Regions from separate parts of the Mus musculus genome. Here region 2 is linked to region 1. A link is a contact called in public HiChIP or PLAC-seq data. All regions are on one chromosome and are shown on one strand. Each heading gives the region's core, a stretch centred on a gene start, on an enhancer-like site or on the middle of the called end of the contact. The rest is flanking DNA. Distances are from core to core; before and after follow the strand shown. Region 1 holds the start of Stk24 (serine/threonine kinase 24). Region 2 overlaps Abcc4 (ATP-binding cassette, sub-family C (CFTR/MRP), member 4).

Region 1 (5,631 bases), core at 2,670-5,169:
GTGGGCTGTGGAATCAATTCAATGTTACAATCAGCTTCTCCCCCCCCACCCCCAACCCCCACTACTGCAGTAGTGACTTACAAGGAGCAAGAAACAGTGCTACACTCTGAAGCTTTAATTTCTGGTCCTGATGCCAAGTCTCTGTCTTACAAGGGTCACAGCCCAGAAAGGCTTTAAAAACGGCTAGCAGAATTCTGTGACAGAAATGTGCAGCCTGCAGAGGTAGACTGCTGCAGAGGGCTGGAGTTTGGTTCCTGTAGCTCTTCTTCCAACCTCCCAGGACTCCTATATACCTGTATCACATGCTACATACACATGTGCACACAACATACTTTTATACCAAAGAATTTTATAAGCAAAAAGCTAATTCTTTTAGATCCCTCAACCCCAAACAGGGTTTCTTTGTATAACTTACCTAACCATCCTAGAACTAGCTGTGTAGACCAGGCTAGCCTCGAACTCAGAGATCCACCTGCCTCTGCCTCCCTAGTGCTGGGATTAAGATCTGAGCCACCGCTTGCCTGGCTTGCATAAAGCTAATTCTTTTGCTCCATGATTTAATGGAAATTCAAAGCACTAGATAGGTCCCTCCCACCTCCAACTAAACTTTTTTCACTGGAACCAACATGGCAAAACAGTGAATGTTCCTGAAGAAGGCAGGAAGGACATAACAGCCACACTCATCTACTGCAGTCAGCTCAGAACGTGTTTTTTCAAGACAGCTACACTCCAAAGACCAACCAGGCTATCCTCGAACTCCGAGATCTGCCTGGCTCTGTGTCCTGGGACTAAAGGCACCTGGCCGGGTCTTACTTTCTAGTTCTCTCACAGACTACAAAATAACCCAAAGAGGAAAGAAAATCCTTAGAAAACCTCATCAAAACAGTCAGGTATACAGCCTTCAACTCCTCACCAAAGATCATTAGAGTCGTCAATCAATCACAGCCACTGAGTGAAAAAATCATTCATCTTATATTTCTTTCTTCAGCAAACACAATCTAAAACAAAATGATATATATTATTTGCAAAGGCAGGGCGAAGACCTGGGTTCTAATCACTGTATGTCATCTAAAATGCTACCTTACCTTGGTCCGTTCAAATACTCTCTCATTCACAAAGCTATAAAACGGTATCTTCTCTTCATCAGTACCAGTAATAGTCAACAGATATAAAGTGATTACAGGCCATAAAGTCTTTATTCTAAAGCATTCCTGAATTCTGCTTTTTTTTCCCTCGGGCTGTCTGAATCTGCACTTCTGCCTTGCCAAACTTTGTGCACTTCTTCTGAGACAGTGTCTCAGCATTAACCTTGGCTGGCCTAGAACTCTCTAAGATAACCCAGGCTGGCCTTGAACTCTCTAAGATAACCCAGGCTGGCCTTGAACTGACAGAGATCCAGGAGGCCTCCACCTCCTGAGCGTTGGGATTGAAGACAGCCACTACCACACCCGACTTGTCAAACTAACCCAGTTCCTCCTAAACCCGAGCCAGGACGGACAGGGAGTTCATAAGCACAGCAGCAATAGGGAATGCCTCTCTCTTCCTCTCCAGTTTTACCCTAGAAAGAGTCAAGGCCAGATCTGCCTTTCATGTAATCCTCAAAACAGCTCCCAGGGAGCTGCAGCTCCTGACTCCAAGTTGAAAATAAACGCGCTGGTTTTTCTTTTCTGGAGGGAAGGGAAGGAAGGAACAGTCTCCAATAATACACCAAAAATGTATCATATGGTTTGAAGACATACACAGGGGCGGGTACGACTGTGGGAAGCCACTTTTCCTCCTCTGAGGAACCAGAACAGACAAAAAAAATTAATACTAGTAAAAAAAGGTTATCGTCTTCACACCAAAAAGCAAAATTAAAACATCTTCCTTTCAAGAACACGTATGAAATACACTTTTTGGGTAAAGTTATTGAATTTTTCTTTTTCCCAAAATGAAGATTTTTTGGCCCATTCTTTAAAACAAACAGAAGCAGAATCCAGCTGGGAACCACTTGGTACTGACCCCACACACTGCCACATTAAGTATCTTTTCAAACACTTTCTTTTACAAAGGTTGGGGCTAGTGAAGAGGCTTCAGGGTGGAGCCAGGTAAATCACTATAGCAGCCAGAATGAAGAAAACGTGAAGAAATGTGCCACGAGGTCCTTCTGGCCACAGGTAAGAAACTGTCACCCAGTTGACCCTGATGTCTTGTCTCTGAAGTCAAACCAAGGCAAGAGTTGCAGGAGGCCTGGGGTGACTTTCAACTAGCGGCCAGCACCATCAAGTTTTAGAACGCAGGCAAGGTGAGACTCAGGAATACTTTGAGAGCACTTTTCCAGTGACACTTCTCAATTCCAACTTTATTATCCCTTAAAAATGACTCAAGTTCTAGTGGCCACTGAAGTGGTAACTTTGAATTCCTATTTTTCCAGAGTTCAAAACCGGGGCCAAGAAAACCATTTTCCTTACGTGGTATGGAAAGAAAAAAGAAGAAGAAAAGAGGGATAGGAACTATTTTCAGAAGTGGCAGAAGCAGTAAGAGGCAAGCAAGGTCCATGCGGCTCAACCCTGAAGCCAGAGAGAAGGCGCCTGCTGCATCTATAAACTGATAACCTTGGATATTCTGAGGTGTTTTGTTTTTTTTTTGTTGTTGTTGATTTTTGTTTGTTTTTTTTTAAGCAAAACTCTTCCGTTCACTTCCTTGGGAAAGCAAAACTTTGACTGGTCTTGCTATCTTAATCGCAATCATTATGTCTGTATTTATTATATACGCTCACAAACTTTACAAGTTTGAACAGACAAGTGATTGTTTTTCAAAGTGCAGAAAACCATCCTCAATAGCAAAAAAAAAGTTCGTGCATCCATATAAACTTGAAATTCAACTCCGTCCCCTCACCGCCCCCTTCCCCTCCGAAGAAAAAGTCACTGGCAGGCTAAGAAGATACAAAGTGTGCACCAAGAAGCCCGCTAGCACACAGTTCCTCTGGATGCCAACCGGTCTCAAAGTGAAAGTCCAGCAGCGGAGTCCTGGCACCCGAGGGATGAACCTGGGCTCTGCACACCAGGGCGCTCGCGGAGGTGTGGGTTCCGCCTCCCGAGTTTGCAACCTCGCACTTTCCGCACCAGAACTACAGGCTCCGATGCGAGGTTACATCTTCCTGCACCCCGCCCTGCGGCCCGCCCGGACTGTGACCAGCCGGGGCGCGCTCCCGCCCTGCGCTCGGGTCTCCCGCTTGAGGGGTCTGGGGAGGGACTTTTGCTAACTGAGGACGGACCCCAGAGTGCCGCTATCCCTGTCCCAGGCCCACATAGGGCCCAGGCACCAAAGCGGGGCCTCCAAGGACACTAGTTCAGACTCCTGCCCGGGATGGGCGCTCGGCCTGCGCGTCGGACTTGGGGAGCGCAAAGCTCCTGCACCCCACCTCGGCCCCAGGCCGCAGACCCCAAAGCCCCTCCACGTGCATACACCCGAGATCCCCGCCGCCCGAGTCGGCGAAGATCCCGGAGAAGCGGGCCCGGCTGGTTGGGGGGAGGGGGGGCGTGTTGACACCGCCAAGTTGCCCGCTTCCGCCCTGGCCGCAGCCCGACCGGGCCACCCCAACCTACCTGCATGCCCGGCAGGCCCGACTGCACCGGGGAGTGGGCCATGGCGCTCGGCGCCGCCACTTCCTGGCCCGGGACGCGCGGAGCCGCGCGGCGAGCAGGCCCGGGGCCGCGCGCAGCCCTCGGGTGGCGGGGCGGGCTCTGGAGCCCGAGGCCACCGCACCCCGGGGACGGTCTCAACGAAGGTTGGCGGGCCGCGGCCCCATACACTGAGCCTGGGGCGGGCAGTGGGGGGCGCGGGGGACGTCTCGAGACTGCGGCTGCTTCTCCAGGGATCCCGTCGCTGCGCCGCCGCGGTGCTCAGGTCGAGCCGGGCGGCCTGGGCCCGCGAGCGCTGGCCGCCTGGAGCCGAGTGGGCGCGCACAGTCCGCCGCGCCCCGCCCCGGCCCGGCCCCCGCGCCCGCCCCCGCGGCCCGGCCGGGGACCCCGCCCCGCGCTTCCGGGAGGGGGAGGGGGAGGGGAGGAGCCGCCGGGCGCCCTAGGCCGCAGTCGCGCCTCCCTGCGGGCGCGCAGGCGGGGTCCCCGGGGCCCGGCGGGCAGGCGGGCGCTCTCGGGTGCTGTGCGCCGGGGTCCTTCGGAACCGCGGGGTGGGCCTCGCGCGCGGAAGAGAGCTGAGTTTGGGGGAGCGAAGAGCACCGCCCACTCCTACCCTTCCCTCTCCACCCGCCCTGGCCCTCCAGAGGCCAGAGTCTGCACTCGGGGTGTCCCCAGAGGGGCCTAGCCTGGGGCCTATTCCAAAAGCCCCGGCCGGAGCGTCCTCACTGTACGAAGTTTCCAGCCAGATCAAGGAAGAAACCCCAAGGGTAGAGAGGGCGGTTTGTGTGCACTGCCTTGGGTACTGAACTCAGCCTCGCCTGGGCCGCCGGCTGTGGAAACTTAGCTGGACAGAGGAAGGGCTGGGCCCCGCCATCTCTGCGCTGCGCACAAGAAGGGAAAAGTGGGGTGCGGAGGGGTGCTGGAGGAAGGGAAGACAATAGAAGGAAACCGCGTCCCGACTCTTACCCAGCCCTCCCCTCGCTTCACTGCTCCTAAGGCCGTAGGCCCTCTCTGGGCACCAGCTCTGCCCTCCTCCTAAGCTGCCGCTTCTGCAGCAAACAAGGAAGGATGGAGTGAATCCATGCGGTTCCAGGAAGTACTTTATTTACAAGTGGCAAATAGGAAGTGGTCTAAGAGTCAGAATCGCTGTGTCTCTCGCCATAGGGACCCTGAGGCCTCATTCAGGAGTGCCCGCTTTGCCCCACAGCTGTGCAAGGTTAACCATACAAAATGAGTCCCCAAGAGTTCAGAAATAGAGGACGCATAAATCCTCGACTAAGGTAGAGAAGAGATTATTCTCTGAGGTGTCCTTGTATTCCAAGAACACAGGCTCCCTCTGGGTCCTGCATCAGAAGTTAAAGTAAGCCGAATACCCTTTGGAAACCTAGCCTAGGAGACCTCCAGGATGCTAAGATGTATTAGAAGGCTTGCATGATTACTCCTGGTCACCTGACTGAGATGCGTTGCCACTTCTAAAGAGTAAACTGAAAACATTAAAAGTATGAACCCATATAACCAAGAGTTTATGTGTTCCCTAAGCAGAAGAAACCTAAAAAGAAAAGAAAAAAAAATGGAGTACTTAATGAATACAAGGGAAAATGATCAAGACCATGAATCTTGAAAAGGCATATATTATTCAACCTCAAATTCTACCTAGAATAACATGAAAGAATGACCAGAAATACAGGAGTCTCTACCAAGAGGCAGCGACTTTCAGCCTTGGAAATGTCTGATTACATAAAGAGTACTTTCTTACTACTACTACTTCACCAGGTGTGGTGGCACAAGCCTTTAACCCCAGCATTTGGGAGGCAGAAGCGGGCAGATCTCTGTGAGTTCAAGGCCAGCCTGGTCTATATAGTTCCAGGACAACCAGGGTTATACAGGGAGACACTTTCTAAAGAACATGACCCCCCCCCCAAAAAAAAAAAAGAAGAAAAGATATTTTAGTAGGTCATGTTTAGTAATTGTGATAATGTCCCTCAGAGGCTCATGTATCTGAACACTTGCT
Region 2 (5,536 bases), core at 1,442-3,941, 2.7 Mb before region 1:
AGACAGTAAACGTAACTGCAGAGTGAGGGGCAGACCGGGAAATAAAAAGAATCCAAAGCCATCTTTGTCAACGAGATGCACCTCACTGGACCAGTCCACAGTCTAGGAAAAACGGTGTTTGGGAATTGGGCTGGCAGCTAAGAGTGCATGAGGCCCGTGCCAAGGGTCTGAGCTCAAGTTCCAGCAGCCAGGTAGGGAGGTTCACAACCATCTGTACCTCGTTACGCCCTCTTCTGACATCTGCTGACACTGTACACATTGGACACACACCCACACTCACGTGTATACCTATAAACATAGTCACAAGAAAAGATACATCAAATGAATGAATGAATGAATGAATGAATGAATGTCAGGTACACTGATGCCTGCCCTGTACTCCCAACTACCTAAGATGCTGAGGCAGAAAGAACACTTGAGCCCAAAAGCCCTAGTTGGCAACAGAGTGGTATTCAAAAGAATCAATAAAATATAGGTCAAAACCCTAAGAGAGGGAAATGAGCTATGGCTAGACACGCTGTCTGCACAGACTTGAGTTAATGCGTCTGCAGGCAACGGTGCTGACACTCCACAGGGAAAGCTCAGCTCTTAAAGGTACAAATTGAACTGTTCTTAGATAACAGGCGTGATATGTGGGAACGGCTTCAAAACGGAGCAAGCAGGGCCCTGGGTGACTCAAGTCTCAATGTGAGCTGATAAGTTACAGGTGCGTGGCTTAGAGACAAGCAGGGCCTTCTGATTCTGGTCGTGTGGCTTTGGAATGTTCCTAAAAGCCTAAAAAAGAAAATGTCCCATGACCCTTGGCCCTGACAGCAAGCAGCTGAGCAAGAAATCAAACAGAGTAAAGACAAGCAAGTTCCCTCCTCCCGCTGTCCCTCCGAGGAGTGGGCACAGGAGAGTTAAAACCCCTTCTGAGCCGACCACCTGCAGCCGAGGTCATCTGCCTCCCCTGGAGGTGTGAGAGAGGCTGCCTCAGTGCCAGAGGGAGAGCCTGGCACACTCAAAGCTATGTGTTCAATCCTCTGCACAAAATGTTCAAAAATTAAGCTGAATTCAAAGGCCTGAGGAAACACTGTAATTAGTGGCTAAGACATCAGCTTTCACAAATGGCTTTCAAATCCCACTGCTTGCAGACAGTCTTAGCAGAACACAAGGATTGTCAAGAGATGTTAATTTATGAAAGCAGAGTTTCCTGGGCATTGCCTGGAGAACCCCATTTGAGGATAGTGTCTTAATGGCTGGTCTCAATCTCCTACCATTATGAATACAACCTTTCTCCAGTGAAGCAATGGATCCTCTGACTTTTTAAAGAAAGTGTTTAAAAGCATTTTCTCTGGGTTCTCACTCAGAGTCATCACTGTCAACACTAAATAAGCTAGTGTCAGAGTGTCCAGGAACCCACGGGGCACACACAGCTGACCACACCTGCTTCCCAAGGCGTGGTCCACCTCTCCCTGCCTGGGTCATCTCCCTCTTGGTCTCTATCAATGGCCTCCTAGGTTGAGCTGAAAGTTGGAGCCACTTGGAAAAAAAGAGCCAGGAAATGCATCCCTGGACACATCTCAGGAATCAACCCCAAGCAAAGGCACAGGCAGAACTGACTGCTGACCTCTGACCTTGGATAAGGGCAGGGTTACCTCAGATGGCAGCCTCCAGGATCCCCTATACTCCAGTATCCACCCAGACGAGCGACAGTCAGGGGGAAAGCCTTGACCATGTTAGCAACAGTCTCCAACACCATCTCCAGAAGGTCCAAAGCTCTCTTCTGGCTTCCATGGGTACTACATGCATGTGGTACACAGACAGACAGGCAGACAGACGAAACACTCATGCAAATATAATAAAAGTAAACCCTAAAAAGAGAAAAGTCCTCAGGCAGTGGGCCGAACACTCAGGAGGCAGAGGCAGGCAGATCCCTGAGTTCAAGGCCAGTCTGTTCTCAAGAGTGAGTTCCAGGACAGCCAGAGTTACATAGAGACACCTTGTCTTAAAACAAACAAACAAAAACAAACAAACAAACAGTCTTGGCCAAAGGCCAACTTCACAGATGAAGCTGGCAGACTATATAGACTATAAACATATATATATATATAGACTTAAACAGCTGGAAAACTGGCTCAGCGGTTAAGAGCACTGACTGCTTTTCCAAAGGTTCTGAGTTCAAATCCTAGCAACCACATGGTGGCTCACAACCATCCATAATGAGATCAGATGCCCTCTTCTGGGGTGTCTGAAGACAGCTACAGTGTAGTTAACGTATAATCAATAAATAAATATATATATTAAAAAAAAAAGACTTAAACAACCATGCCGTGCCTTGCCCACGACTGGCTCCACATGCAGGAGAGTCCCCTGAGGCTCCTTTGATGCCCCCAACTTCACTCTCCCACAGGCAAGACACCTCATAACTCAAAATCCAGGCCTGAATGACGTGAGGAGGCAGGCTGTGCAGACTCTCCCTTTACAGTAAGGCTCCAGATGGTGAGTCATCTCTGTCCCCATGGCACTTCCTAGGAGGTGCACACAAGGGACAGATTACGGGGAACTCGATGCTCCGAGCTGGCTTTCTCTGACCTGCACGGGTGTGTTCCAAAGTCACGATCATGCTGGTTTCTCCACAGTCCTCAGCTTCACAGAAGAACATGGAGCACCACCTAGAAATCCCACGCAAGGCTTCTGCACCAGTTCCTCGCCACCTTTTCTCTGGCAGAGCTCCGTTAGCACCTAGGGAAGGCCCGGCTGGGGTGGGTGGCTCACACAGCTGTGCTGTCTTCCTAGAATAATTCCTTGTGCTATTGAGGCACCAGAGAGACAAGATGCCACACTCCGTTCATCCTTCCGCTCTCTAAAACTCAAAAGTCCAGCGGAACAACACGGAGCCGAGATCACTAAATGAGAAATCGCCTCGTAAAACCAGCTGTTAATCTAACAGCTCACCCCATGTGGCTCACACAACCTGTGAGGGTTAATAGTGACTGACAACCCGACGGGATACAGAATTACCCAGGAGACAAACTTCTGGGCAAGCATGTGAAGACAGCAATGAGCAGAGAGCTGGGTTCTTCAATCTGCTTTCTGACTATGGCGCAATATGACCAACTGTCTCCTGTTCTAGCCAACGCGCTCACCATCCGTGATGAGATATGTGCTCCCTCAGACTGTGAGCGGTACTACCAAGCCGGAGTAAGCACTTCTGCCTTCGTTTGCGTTTGTCAGGAACGGGATCACAGCCATGCATAAAGGAGCACGTATAACAGGTGTAACCTTAAACATCATCCAAACGTGGTGTCTTGGCTTTCAGAGACAGGCTTCACTCAGTAGCCCAGGCTGACCTGCAACTCTCTTTTCCTCTTGCTCAACCTCCCAGCTAATTGAGTAACAGGCATTTGCCACCACACCCACCCTATCCATCGGGGCGTGGATTTTGAAACGTGACTGGATCACTGCTAGCTACCCCATATAAAATTATCTCTGACTTCTCCAAATCAGCAGCGTCAATAGGCCAACCAGTCCATGAAAATGAAAGTATTTGTATTAGAAAGCCCGCTTCCTTTTGCTGGCAGGGAGTAGGAAGAAAGAAAGGTTTTCCTATCCGAACACAAATGACTCTTAGCTCCCCAGATTTCAGTGCATTAGAAGGTCTGCTAGTCGTCATGGTAGAGACACAATGTCACTGTGACCTCCAGGACTGGTCACCGGGTCCATCAAGGGAACGAAGCATCCATGCCCAGTATTAGATCATAAACCAACAAAGACCTGATCTAAAGGCAGGGCAAGGGAAGAGGTCTGACAGGGAAAGCCTGCCCACACCAGCTCCCACACTGCACTACCATACCCATCATCCTAATCCCTAATGCCTGGACTGACCCGGCAGGCCAACAGGACGGAGCGTCAGAAGCCAGAGCAAATGAGCTGCCCTCAGTAGCAGTTGATCTGGGTCCCAGCAAATGGCACATACTCTGTGACCCTGGGCTCATTAAAAAAACAGAGCTGTCAGCCTCTGCCCGGGGCATCAGGGTCTCCTAATCGCACTGCCATCCCAGATCACACCAGTCCACTCCAGTCGCTGAGTGCAGTAACAGGGGGTGCTGAACAGGTATGTGAGACAACCACAGGTGGTGATGGGTGTCCAGCTGGACACACCGCACTGACACACTGATTCACCAGTCACAGCCACTTTCCTGTACTGCATATGACTTTGTGACCCCAGGAGACACTGTAACCTGGACCGCATCCTAGTTGACAAACTCATGTGCCACCACTGCCCCGAGGCCATCTCTGCACCATTATCCCTAGGCTAAGATCAAACAGCAGCCACTTGGGATGCTAAGGGCAAAGTTTTTGACCTTAGTTAGATCAGCCCCAGCCTAGAAGGCCTGGGCTCATCTCAGAGCGCCTGAAACAGAAACTCAGCTCTTTCATTTATTTCTGGGGTGGCCCTGAGCACGAGAAACTGACAAGCTCGTAGTGAGGGACTGACTGATACTAAGAATACCTCCTACCTCACCCAGTTCCTAAAAACTGGGATAAAAGTAGCATCTTGGATAAAGGGCGGACACGTGGTTCAGAGCTTTCTATTACTACCAAACTACCTACACCGCATTGAGCATGGGTCCTAGTAATACTGCTATCACTACTACTACCACTACTGGGAAGCACTCCATTGTCCTAGTCAGGGTGACCATTGCTGCCATAAAAAACCAAAAGCAACTCGAGGAGGAAAGGGTTTATGCGGCTCACACTTCGACATCCTTACTCCAGCACTGAAGGAAGTAAGGACAGGAAGTCCAACAGGGAAGGAACCTAGAGGCAGGAGCTGCTGCAGAGACCATGGAGGGGTGTTCCTCACTGGCTTGCTTTTCTGGCTTCCTCCACCTGCATTCTTACAAAACTCAGGGCTACCGGCCCAGGGATGGGAGCCCCCACAATGCTCTGGGCCCTCCCACATTAATCACTAACTAAGAAAATGCCCAATGGACAGAACTTATGGAGGAATTCTCAATTGAGGGTCCCTACTTTCAGACGAGGCCCGCTGTGCCAAGTTAATAAAAAACTAGCCAGCACAGTAGGAGTATTGATTGCTACTGATAGTAACACCAAAGAGTACTACAGCTTCAGAGTATGAACACTGCTGGTCCTGCTGATAAGTAGTATTACTGTCACTGTCGCTGCCACTAGTCCTGGGGAGAATGTCCGGGTTCCCCAGGAACCCCCTTCTCTACTCTTCTGCCATGACTTTTCAATAAGCAGGTTCCTAAAAGAGTAGCCAGGGTTCCACGGACTGTGCTGTCGCAGGACTTCCTGCCTTCCTGCCCTTCCCGGCTCCAAAGGTGATCACTATGGGACAAAACTGACATCACTTCAGCATAGCTGTCCTCTCTCGCCCAGCTGCTGCTGCCTGCACCTCTGTAGCTGACCTACTAAGCGGGACCCACACTCACTGTGACACGTCAGCTGGGTAAACATCTGGGGCTCAGGACTCCAACTAAAGGGAGGGCAGCCTCTGACACCACGGACAACCACAAGCCAGGGACAG

The links. HiChIP or PLAC-seq counts read pairs in DNA pulled down with a chosen protein or histone mark.
Region 2: an H3K27ac HiChIP or PLAC-seq map of acute myeloid leukemia shows a contact between it and region 1, with 6 times the contacts expected there. The contact joins the enhancer-like site here to the promoter of Stk24 in region 1. A contact is called at or near these places in 3 of 39 promoter capture datasets (liver, pre-B cells and stem cell-derived epiblast-like cells) and 1 of 115 datasets of contacts at active chromatin or transcription factors (acute myeloid leukemia).

Annotation. Positions count from the first base shown.
Region 1 is chr14:121,375,311-121,380,941 of GRCm38.p6, forward strand. It overlaps Stk24 (serine/threonine kinase 24), which reads right to left and starts at 3,920. Exons shown (of 11, transcript NM_145465.2): 1 at 3,588-3,920. The coding sequence starts at 3,629.
Region 2 is chr14:118,659,705-118,665,240 of GRCm38.p6, forward strand. All of the region lies in intron 3 of Abcc4 (ATP-binding cassette, sub-family C (CFTR/MRP), member 4), which reads right to left. Among named protein-coding and RNA genes, the nearest start is that of Gm52104, 20 kb to the left of the region's middle. Within about 2 kb of position 2,692, at least 65 of the 459 cell types and tissues checked have an H3K27ac peak or open chromatin away from gene starts, as enhancers often do. A contact at or near this core is called in acute myeloid leukemia, where this site is marked.